3 separate regions of the Mus musculus genome follow, and all the other regions are linked to region 1. Evidence: chromatin contacts called from public ChIA-PET and Hi-C data. All regions are on one chromosome and are shown on one strand. Each heading gives the region's core, a stretch centred on a gene start, on an enhancer-like site or on the middle of the called end of the contact. The rest is flanking DNA. Distances are from core to core; before and after follow the strand shown. Region 1 overlaps Foxo1 (forkhead box O1). Region 2 overlaps Gm30173 (predicted gene, 30173). Region 3 has its middle 15 kb from the start of Gm30173.

The links. Hi-C and Micro-C count contacts between places; a contact is called where the count stands out from the background. ChIA-PET counts read pairs in DNA pulled down with a chosen protein or histone mark.
Region 2: a contact with region 1 is called in an REV-ERBa ChIA-PET map of liver, with 5 times the contacts expected there. The contact joins two enhancer-like sites. A contact is called at or near these places in 3 of 484 Hi-C or Micro-C datasets (cortical neurons and liver), 4 of 115 datasets of contacts at active chromatin or transcription factors (double positive thymocytes, extraembryonic endoderm stem cells, liver and 1 more) and 1 of 9 other capture datasets (embryonic stem cells).
Region 3: a contact with region 1 is called in a Hi-C map of liver, with 2.2 times the contacts expected there. The contact joins two enhancer-like sites. A contact is called at or near these places in 2 of 484 Hi-C or Micro-C datasets (cortical neurons and liver) and 3 of 115 datasets of contacts at active chromatin or transcription factors (CD8 T cells, double positive thymocytes and extraembryonic endoderm stem cells).

Annotation. Positions count from the first base shown.
Region 1 is chr3:52,291,473-52,294,842 of GRCm38.p6, reverse strand. The region is part of intron 1 of Foxo1 (forkhead box O1); the gene reads right to left. Among named protein-coding and RNA genes, the nearest start is that of Foxo1, 25 kb to the right of the region's middle. Within about 2 kb of position 1,597, at least 16 of the 459 cell types and tissues checked have an H3K27ac peak or open chromatin away from gene starts, as enhancers often do. A contact at or near this core is called in liver, where this site is marked.
Region 2 is chr3:52,525,597-52,528,966 of GRCm38.p6, reverse strand. The region is part of intron 1 of Gm30173 (predicted gene, 30173); the gene reads right to left. Among named protein-coding and RNA genes, the nearest start is that of Gm30173, 10 kb to the right of the region's middle. Within about 2 kb of position 1,791, at least 16 of the 459 cell types and tissues checked have an H3K27ac peak or open chromatin away from gene starts, as enhancers often do. A contact at or near this core is called in liver, where this site is marked.
Region 3 is chr3:52,500,311-52,503,680 of GRCm38.p6, reverse strand. No RefSeq gene overlaps it. Among named protein-coding and RNA genes, the nearest start is that of Gm30173, 15 kb to the left of the region's middle. Within about 2 kb of position 1,605, at least 36 of the 459 cell types and tissues checked have an H3K27ac peak or open chromatin away from gene starts, as enhancers often do. A contact at or near this core is called in liver, where this site is marked.

The DNA of each region.
Region 1 (3,370 bases), core at 348-2,847:
AGACATTAATAAATGAACAGTGCCATATTCAATAAAGTAAAGATACAAACCTAAGAAGCTGAAGGAAAAACAAGTATGTCATTTTAAACATAAAAACAAAGGTGGTTTTGGTCCCAATAAACACACACATACACACACACACATACACACAAACCCTCCCTTTATGGATTCAATGTCCATTCAACGTTTGCTAAAACCCAAGCCTCTACACCCAACTCATACCATTTATGACTCTTAACCAATTGGACATCTTCCTTGATGAGCATGTGGCATTATTCTGGCATACACCAGGGCTTAGCAGTGAAGAGCTCCTGCTCTTCTTTCAGAGGACTGGAGTGAAGTTTTGTTTCCAGCACAAGGAGGCAGTGCACAAGCACTCTCAAACTCCAAATTCAGGGGGCTACAATGCTCTCAGCAGGCTTCTGGGGATAGATACATCACAGACTTCACTTCCCGCTCAGGGTGGCTAACAGTGCTAAACGCCAATCCGATCCTGAGTGGTCAGGAGGACTCCCAGGCTGAGACCCTGCATGACCTAAGTGCAGAGAGGGAGCTGAGCAGCTACTCGGCCTCCCTCCCTCTCTGCTGAACCACAATGCTACCAGGTCCCCTAAGCTCCTGTTGTGATTTCCCCGCCTTGATGGAACTGTGAACCAAACAAACCATCCAGTAAGGGCCGTGTCAAGGTTACTGTTGTTAAACAGGGTCTCACATCATCATCCTGCCTGGCCTGGAACTCACTATGTAGACCACGCCGGTCTAGAACTCAGAGGTCAGCCTGCCTCTGTCTCTGAGATTATTAATCAGTGTTAGAGGGCAGTGCCCTGCTATTTTATGACAGCAAGAAAACAGCAAACAGACAATGAGAAAAATGCTGTTTCCAATACTGACTCCTTGGTTCTTCCTTCAAAAAAAAAAAAAAATAGCCATGTTAACTGAAGATAAAATGTTTCACAGGCTACTACGTCATCAGCAGCTTTGCAGGACCAACAATGCCAGCTCATGTAATAGGAAATCAATGGCGTGTTTCTAGTTAGAGCCATGACGTGTAGTGCACTACTACAGTCCACTGGGGGAGGAGAGGAGGATGCATGACCACACTGTCTCGGAAACCTTTCAGAAAACACACGACGGCTCAAGCTTGCAGTCCCAGGGCTCAGCTCAAAATCTGACTGTCAAACACTCCTGAAACGGTGACAAATACTGTCTGCTGTGACAATAGTGAAAACTCTTCACAGAAATCCTGGCACAGTATTTTACAGGGAAAAAACATCTGGATAATGTGATGGTCTAAGCAACCCTTTAATCTAGACATCTGACCTCTAATCACTGCCTTCTACAGTGGGGTCAGCTGGTCACTTCTGAGGAAGGGCTCTGAGCACAGCCTGTCAGGAGTGATGCTTCAGTGAATCCCTCACCACGACCCTTGCAGCCGCACGAGCAGCCCACAGTCACTGCTGCCCTCCCTGTCCTGGGTACCCAAGGATGCATGCCCCAGCAGCACGGGAGAAGCAGGGGCTCCAGCTAATCTCTGCCACACAAGGCACACAACCTTGGCAAGAACCAGGTTTGCTATCACGCTCCCTTCCGTAACCTGGCAGATGACGGTGGTACAAGTCTGCTGTGAGGATCATCTGCATAGAGCCCCAGTACACTGGCTGGCCTCAGAAGCTGAGCATTACAACAATGTTCAGACACTGTCTTAAGCACGAGATATGGATCAGTGCACACGTGAGACCACACGAGCCTCCCTCGTTGTTAGCCCACCTTAGGAGAAAACTGAAGCATAAAGAACAGAGCTTTGGGCCAGCGAGATGGCTTGGCAGATAAAGGCCCTCACTGTCAAGTCTTAGTTCAACCCCCAGTGGTGACCTGGTTGGAGAGAACAACCCCTCCAAGTTGCCCCACTCCACACAAACACTGTGGACACACACACATGCACACACATGTGGACGAACTGACACACAACTGAGTTAATCTAACTTATAAACGTTTAAAAGACAGAATCTCAAGCACAAGCAGAGGGCATCTGGATTCAAAACTCAAACGCAAAGGCAACAGCTCGTATTGGCCCCAGTGTACAATTCTAAAACAGTGCCTTCACTGGGGTTTCACCCTCAACCTTCTATCAAACATTAACCAACTCAAACCCCCCCCCCACCACCACCACCCCACACACACTGTCTCATGTTCAGTGATAAAAATAGCTTCCACATAGAAAACTCGTCTTACACACTATAGAACACATTTAGCACTTTATTCGATTCTAACTGAAACCCGCTGGTTGTTCCCACTTTTCACTGAGAAAAGCAATGTAGCTGGAGTCTGAGTAACACAGCTGCTAAGTGCTATGACGACCCATTCGTTGTGACTTACAAAACCCCAAACTGACTGTAACAGCTTTACAGGGAGAACTTTGAATGTGTAGTTAAAAATCAAAACTAAGACGTCTACGTGTGCAGTGGACATTACAAAGAGAGAGCAGTTTAGAAGCCCCGGGCGGAGGACATATAGGGGACAGCTCCTATTTTACCACCAGTAGTCTACCGACCAAAGATTCTGTCTACCCACTTTACTCTGGATTTTGAGAAAATTCTTAAAAATCAGGTCCAACTGCTCAGGTTGTAATCTCAGTACTAAAAATGCTGAGGCAGGAGGATGCCAAATCCCAAGCCAGAGAGACGGAAGTATATAATATTCAGACTAAAACACTATGCATAGAGAAAATCTGCCAGTTTAAACCTTAAACAAGAGAGACCTTTGAAAAAGTGGGAAAGGGGTAAATATAACAAGAAGATATTAAAAAAAAAGTTTAGAAAGTAATAAATTGGTTTAAACAGTTCCATTCTACTCTCTCTTATTTGGGGCTTGAGGGCTAGGAAAGGAATTAGGCAGCGCAAACAAATCCAAAGCAGGAGTCTGGACAAAGGAAGATTCAGAAAGTGGGGACGGCAGAGACTTCAGCTCTCTGACCCTCTGTGGCAGTCTACCCTTCATGGCTCTGTCTGGAGTTTAAGATCTAGGGTTCTACTTACTCCTCTAGTTTTAGGTGATGAGATTAGAGAACAAACCTGCAGGAGTCAAACCTCAAGTCATATTTGGGCTTGGTGGCAAGCCCCCCTCACCTGCTAAGCCAGCTCCCTCTTCTCTCTCCTGCCCCCAAAGAACAGACTTTACTTCAGAAAAAATTGAGTTATTTTACCTGAAGCAGAGTTTAGATAACTCCTAATTGTAGGAGGCTGGCTCTGTGGAATTCAACAGCATCTTTTGTTCATGTCACTAGATGCCAATACCAAACAACATCCTCCCAAGAAGCTAAGACAAACCAAAGACTCATGCACCAGGTAGAGGAACACAAAACCTAATTGGA
Region 2 (3,370 bases), core at 542-3,041, 230 kb before region 1:
TAGTATGGTTATTCATAAAAATGCCACATTGTCCAGAACTGGTACTGAAGATGTGCTTGTTTATGTCCTCAACCTACAGTCGAAGAAAATGGGAAACACGAGAGGAGCTTTTTTTATAGGGCTCTCATCCTGTGCTTCGCCAACGCTCCAACTTTCCAACTTTTAATAAGTGAGCCCAGTTCATGGCCAAAGACCCCAGTGGTAATTTCTAGAGTATCTGGGAGTCATGGGACACAAACAAGGAAGGCAGCTGCTGGGAGTATCAGAAGACAAGGGACAGCAGAAGCTCCTACCCAGGCGCTGGCTCTAGGTTTGAGATGACATCTAGTTATGGAAAATGGAACAGGACGCTGAGCCAAAGGAATGATGTCAAATGTCAAGCATTTTTTTTTCAGCTGAAAAATAAAGGAGAAAGAGAGAGGCACAGACAGACCGACAGACAGACAGACAAAAAGAGAGGAGAGAGGCTGGGGGGCTCTATCACCTATTCAATCAAGGAACTATTCCCTAAACTGTACTTTCTTGTCAGTTGTATTTTCTAATCAATCATCCTGCAAGACATGTTAAGCAAGGACTCAGTGTTATTTCGTCAAGTTTCCATGGCCTTATAACATTGGGGGCGCCTCTTGGAGCGCCTGTTCTCTGTTGCTTTTTTTCCCTCAATTCCCCAAAGCAGAGGGGCTCCCTCCTTCAGCCAATTCTCCTGCCAATGCCCCAGGTCTCTATTAATAGTCAACTTCCTATTGACACCATGTCCTAACCCTGGCACATGGCTGCTCTATCTTCTGGCTTCACTCTCCTACAACACCTCTAAGGGACAATGGCTTCCTTTGTCACCAGTGATCCCTGAGATTGCTGGGGTCAAGAGCCTTTGACTCCTTTCTCATCCTGCTACTTAGGCCACTTCCGGCTCCTCCCCTCCTCACCCCTCACCCTAACCCATCTCAGCAATCCTCTATAGGGTTGCTCACGTCCCAGAGACCCTTCTTCCACAGTTGACGACTATCCTAGAAGCATGCACAGATGAGAGACATTGACCCAAGACCATCTTGGTCACACAGTGGGTGCCAGAACAGTGGCTAATTGCTTGCCCAGCACTTCCCTGAGGGACAGATAGACAGACAACCACATGGTCCAGAGCTACTTGCTATTGGCTGAAAAAAGAAAAAAAAAAAAAAAAAACAAAAAACAAAAAAAAAACAAAAAAATATAGTTAACTCTCTTGGCATAGTAGTAAAATGGGAGGCTGTTGAGGGCTCAGAGGTCTGTGGGTGGTGCCAAGAAGCCTGTGTAGCGCAGTCCCAGGATGCTGAAAGAAGCTAAAGAGGCCAGCCTTCCAGGAGAGAAAAACCAAGTCAATATCACCAGGCTGCTAATGCCTCCAGCTCTCGCAGTGACAGGAACAGGATGTTCCAGGGTGGCTGCACCCTGGAGCCAGTCTCTATCAATCATAGCTTGGAACATCCAGCTTCAGGCTGCAACTAGCTCCTGAGAGGGCTCTCTTTCACCTCCTTGCTAAGCTTTTGTTTTGCTACCAAATTCTTATTGACACTCCGGAAACGAGAATCGTTTTAGGTTTCATCATTAGAGTGGCTTGGTGTACCACGCATCGGCAAGACAGCTGGGACGACCCAGGACTTCGACCGCCCCCCCCCCCAGACACCCCACCCCCAACCCCCGTTGGCTGTTGTTTATTCATCCTTCTCGATGACTGGCATGAGTTCAGGTTGTCACACAGGTCTTCTCCAGAACATCTGGCCAGTTGTTTATCTTCCCAGCTTTGTGACAGTTGGCAGTCACCCATCTTTGGCTCCCTTTGACCTCCCACAAGAAGTCCAACCTTTAACTGGGTGTTTAACTTCGGTGCTGTGGAAATCAACTTGAAAGGAACTTACGTGACTGCCCTGCCTTTTGTCACCTGTCCCTTCTTAGGCAGTGCATATCTGCTCTTGCCCTATCTGTGTTCTCTCCCACATCAAGTTTTCCAAGGATCACCATAAGGATCGACCACATAAGTAATATCCCAACAGGATTTCTCCCACAGATTAGGAGTCTTTTCCTCGGTTTACATTTCAGCAAAGATAGACCCAATTTCCAAACTAACCTTCTGGGCTGACAATGAAGATTCACCATGGACTTCTCACAGACCCACCCACTCTTTTCTCTACCCCACTCCCTAACCTCTCTAGTTTACCTTTTCTATAAAGTCATACTTGCCTTCTAAGTGGCAGTACAGTGTTTTCGGGAAGCTTCTGTGATTTGATGCGGTCTTCTCTCTGCCCTGTATCCTTCTTCTTTGGTTCCATTCAGCTGCTTCTGGTATCCACCTTATTCCTAATCTCACCCTCCCTGAGATACACACAGTGACGGGAGTCGGGGAAAGGGTGATGATGGTGATGGTGATGATAATGATGATGGTGATGGCAATGAGCTAACATCTGTTACTCGTTAACAAGACACTTTATGCAGAAGATTCACCAGGTCTTCCAGCTGCCACGTCTTTTAGGTTCTCCAAGCTTTTACCCAAGATAATCACTACAGATCACTAAGAGAGCTTAAACGGCCAATCTGGTTGATGCCGGTGTATTTACCTGCTCTTTGTGGTCTTCATTCCTTTATCTGCAACTCCCCTGTATCTATGATCATAATTCTGGACCCTGACACATTTGACTTTGCTTTTAAATCAAAAGGTACTATTTCATTTTTAAAACTCCATGGTTTTGTGACAATCTCTGGATTTTCAGTGGTGAATCAAGAGAACGGTTTGGGATAAGGATGATGCAGGTGTTTAAGTCTTGCCTCCACAAATTACGCTCCCCTACTTAACGAAGGACTGACATTCCAATAGGTTCATAGCGAGTGGAAAACATCATTAAGTCACAAATGCACTTGGGATACCTAGTGCACCAAATGCCCCTGCTTACCACACAGCACACTGGAGTGTCAGCGTCTCTCTTCCTCATGATGCCAGGGCTTACTGGGGTCTGAGGTTCATTGCCTCTACCCAGCATCTACCAACAGGTCTGTTGCTTTAGAAACATTGTAACGTTCTAATATGGTAAGCCAAACTATCATAAAGCTGGGGGCTTCTAAATGCTTTGTGATCCTAGGTGTGTTTTCTTATGATTCAGCACCTCAGTTTCCTTGTTTATGAAATAAAGATAATATAGAAAGCACAGGGTCTGAAAATCACATGAAGTGACGTGTGCAAACAGCACCATGCTCAGCATCTAGTGGCTGCTACACCGTCTTCTTCTTCCTGCAATGATGTCTGTTCCCAGGGTAGCAGGAGGGAAGGAGATTTCGGATTTTGTCATCATGCCTTCCTAATGCAAGTGTACCATGGGAAAGTTCTCCACATTACAAAATG
Region 3 (3,370 bases), core at 356-2,855, 210 kb before region 1:
GGAAAACTGAGCTGCAGATCTTAACCCCAGCCTCAACCCCCCAAGTCTCTCAGTCACAGAACCAGAGAAGTGAGGACTTAGCTCCCATTCTATTCAGACATAGACATACAGACAGACAAATGGCATTTCAAGTGGACCACATCAAGCAGGAGGGATCATGTGGAGCTGAAACCCCAGGGACAGTTTAGAGTTCTTTGGCTATTAGTCCTTTCACACACAAACACACATGTACACATACCACATACCACACACTATATACCACACACTCACACACACAGTGGTCAGATGGCAGGTCTGTGGCACTATTGCTGTCTGTGTGCTAGGTGACCCTTCTTTTAAACGGTCTAAATGAGACTGTAGCATCTCTTGTTGGTCTGACTTGTCCAATAAGTTTGAAGGGCTGGTTCTCCATGAGCTTAAATATGCCCATATCCCTCCTTGTTCCCCACCTCCATTTGTAAATGTATGGGTGGCACCTTCTTCCTTGTAGCAGTAAGTTGCCAGTCTGTGCCCAGTGGCTTGCACTGGACAGATGTCACTATTTAATTTGTACACAAGAGGCAATCACCTTGCCCCTGTGTTTATGCTCAAAATGGAGCCAAATGTCCCTTTGCAAAGTAGGGTCGGCATGGGCAAAGCTCCTCCTGAGAGCTACTGTTTCACACAGTACGGACTCACTTAGGGCAGGGCAGCAGCTCCGACGTATAGTGGTGCTTCAGAGTGGACAAGACGTCATCTCCACACGAATCGTCAGCCAACACGGGGTCACTTGGATTTGCAAGAATTAGAACCGGACAGAGCACACTATAGCCAATGGATAAGGAGGAGGAAGAGGAAGAAAATGAGGAAGAAAGGAAGCCACTGGGGATGTGATCCTTGGATTAGTGACAAACTATTAACACACTTCAACTGATCTCTGCAAGCTCTGGAACGGAGCTCTACCAAAAGTATGTTAGTTCTAACAGCATGAAGTTGCTGTTCCAGGAATGTGTTTTTAAAAAGCCTTTCCTGGAAAACGGTACTTTCTTACAATAAATAAATATGAAGCTTTGTGAAGGTGTTGCTTGGAGGCTCCAGGTCGGGCTTGCTGTGTAGGTCACAGGTCAGAGCAGGCAGGGGAGGGGAGCATAAGGCAGATCTTTGCTCTTTTCCAGATGTCTTTCCTCCCTTGAATGGGAACGTGACAGTCCCTGTCCCGGGCCCTGCTGCTGTCAATGAGGGCACATACAAAGTGCTTTGCACTCTCTAAGGGAATCGTGCTTTTTGACACCATTTCCTTATCATGTGTCATGTTTAAGCCCGTGCTTTCGCAATCAGGCAGCAATGCCAAGGGTCATCTGTGACTGATTAGCCGGGTTTACTAGAGGCCATCTCTCATCCTTCTCTCTGTCCTGGCTGACTAACATCCAAAGGAAAACTGAGAAACAGACAGAAAGAAAAAATAGAACCCCACCCCATCCCACCCCCACCCTACCCCCATTCCACCCTTATGCTACCCCACCCCCTCACCCCCACTCCACCCTTACCCTACCCCACCCCACCTCCACCGCCCCATCCCCACCCCTGCCCTATCCCTACTTCACCCTTACCCTACCCCACTTCCTTACCCCCTACCCCACCCCCAAGGCTCTCCCATCCACCCAGCATCATGCTAGGTACTGTGGCCATCATTTATATATCACCCCACAAGAAAAGATTTCTCATCAGCATGCCCAGAACAAGTGGGCTCAGAAAGGCAAAGTGACTTTTGCAACCAAGATGTCAAGCAAGGGTCTCCTGGGTTGTACTTCCTCTTTAACGATGCCCTTGTCCCTGTGTGACTTTTGGAACAATCTGCCAAGCTGGCTGGCGCTGCCGTTTGGGAACTGATGGTGAATGAACGTGTTGTCATACCTAGTACAGGCTTGCTCAACGGTGCAAAGGGTGGCCGTTGCTGCTCAGATTCAAATCTCATTTAAACAAAAGTCCTGAACGGAATTCCGTCTGGTGTAGCCACAGGTTTGCCTGAATCATCTTTGCTTAGTTCTGACCTCCAGTCCCTCAATTGGCAGTGAATTTCTCAGACTTTGTCTTCTGTGGATGGGTGGGTGGTGTGAGACAGCGGAAGAAGCCAAAGGATCATGGGAAATTGTCCTGACACATCTTCTCCTTCCCTATCTCGTTTTGTTAGGTTTTTGTTTGGGGTTCTGTGTATTTGTTTGTTTTTAATTCTCCAAACTTGACTATTTCTTCCTGACCCAGAACCTTCTACAAGCTGCAAGGAACCTGACTAAAGCTCAGAGCATTCTCTGTTGGCATCCAAGATCTTTGCCTTAGACGTGTTCCTTAACCTCGTGGCCTCTCACATTCTTCTAAAGTGTGCAGCTCAGTACCTGAACATATAAACAGTGACTCTGTGCCTTGTTTCCCTCCTCAGAAGCCTCAAACCGCATTGACCCCTCAAACTACAACCTTTAAGTATATACGCCTGTTAGGCCCCTTCCCAGTTAAAATCTCTGAAGTTTGCATTACAATGAACAGATATAAAACAACAAGCAAAGACAGAAAGGTTTGAAACAGATGAGAAAAGACCAGCTCATGAGAAGATGCTAAGAGGCCTGGAGACATGGCTCCACTGCTGAGAGAACTGTTTGCTCTTGCAAGGAGGGATCTGGGTTTGGTTTTCAGCATCCTAAGAGTGATTCACAATCATTTATCATTCCAAAGGGATCTAAGGCCTTCTTCTGCCCCTCACTGCACCTGGCACACATGTGATACCCATACATGCAGGTCAAACATCATATACAATGTGTGTGTGTGTATGTGTGTGTGTGTGTATTTGAGACTCTGTGTAGCCCTTGCTGTATAGCACTGAATGATCAGTGTTTATATAGATCAGGCTGGCCTCGAACTCACAAAGTTGTCACTGCCTTTGCCTGCTGAGTTCTTGGATTAGAGTTATGCACCACCACACCTGGCTAGAGTAAATAAATCTTTTTTTTAAAAAAAAACTGCTTTAAGGTAAAAAGTTTGATACTTCCCTGCTGTGTTCAGAGCACAGTACTGGGTGAAGGATGGAAAAGACATGAGGTCAGGTGCTTGCTATGTGTCTAAGAGTAAAGGCTGCCAAAAACTTAGTAATCAAGATGAGTACTATTTTAGTACAATATTCCTTTAAAATCACAACTAAAGTAAAAAGTCACAATGAATATAACACCAGTAATATATATGAAGACAGGATTAATGTGAGTAAGACTCTCCCCTTTGCCTTGGCTCTCCTGTGGCTCAGCACACAGCACTCATCGACCGTGTTGAGTTTTCATTTGGGGGCCTCTTTGTGCTTGGTTACAGGCTCATTTCTCTCTAGCCCATTCCTGAGTTAGAAAGGGGG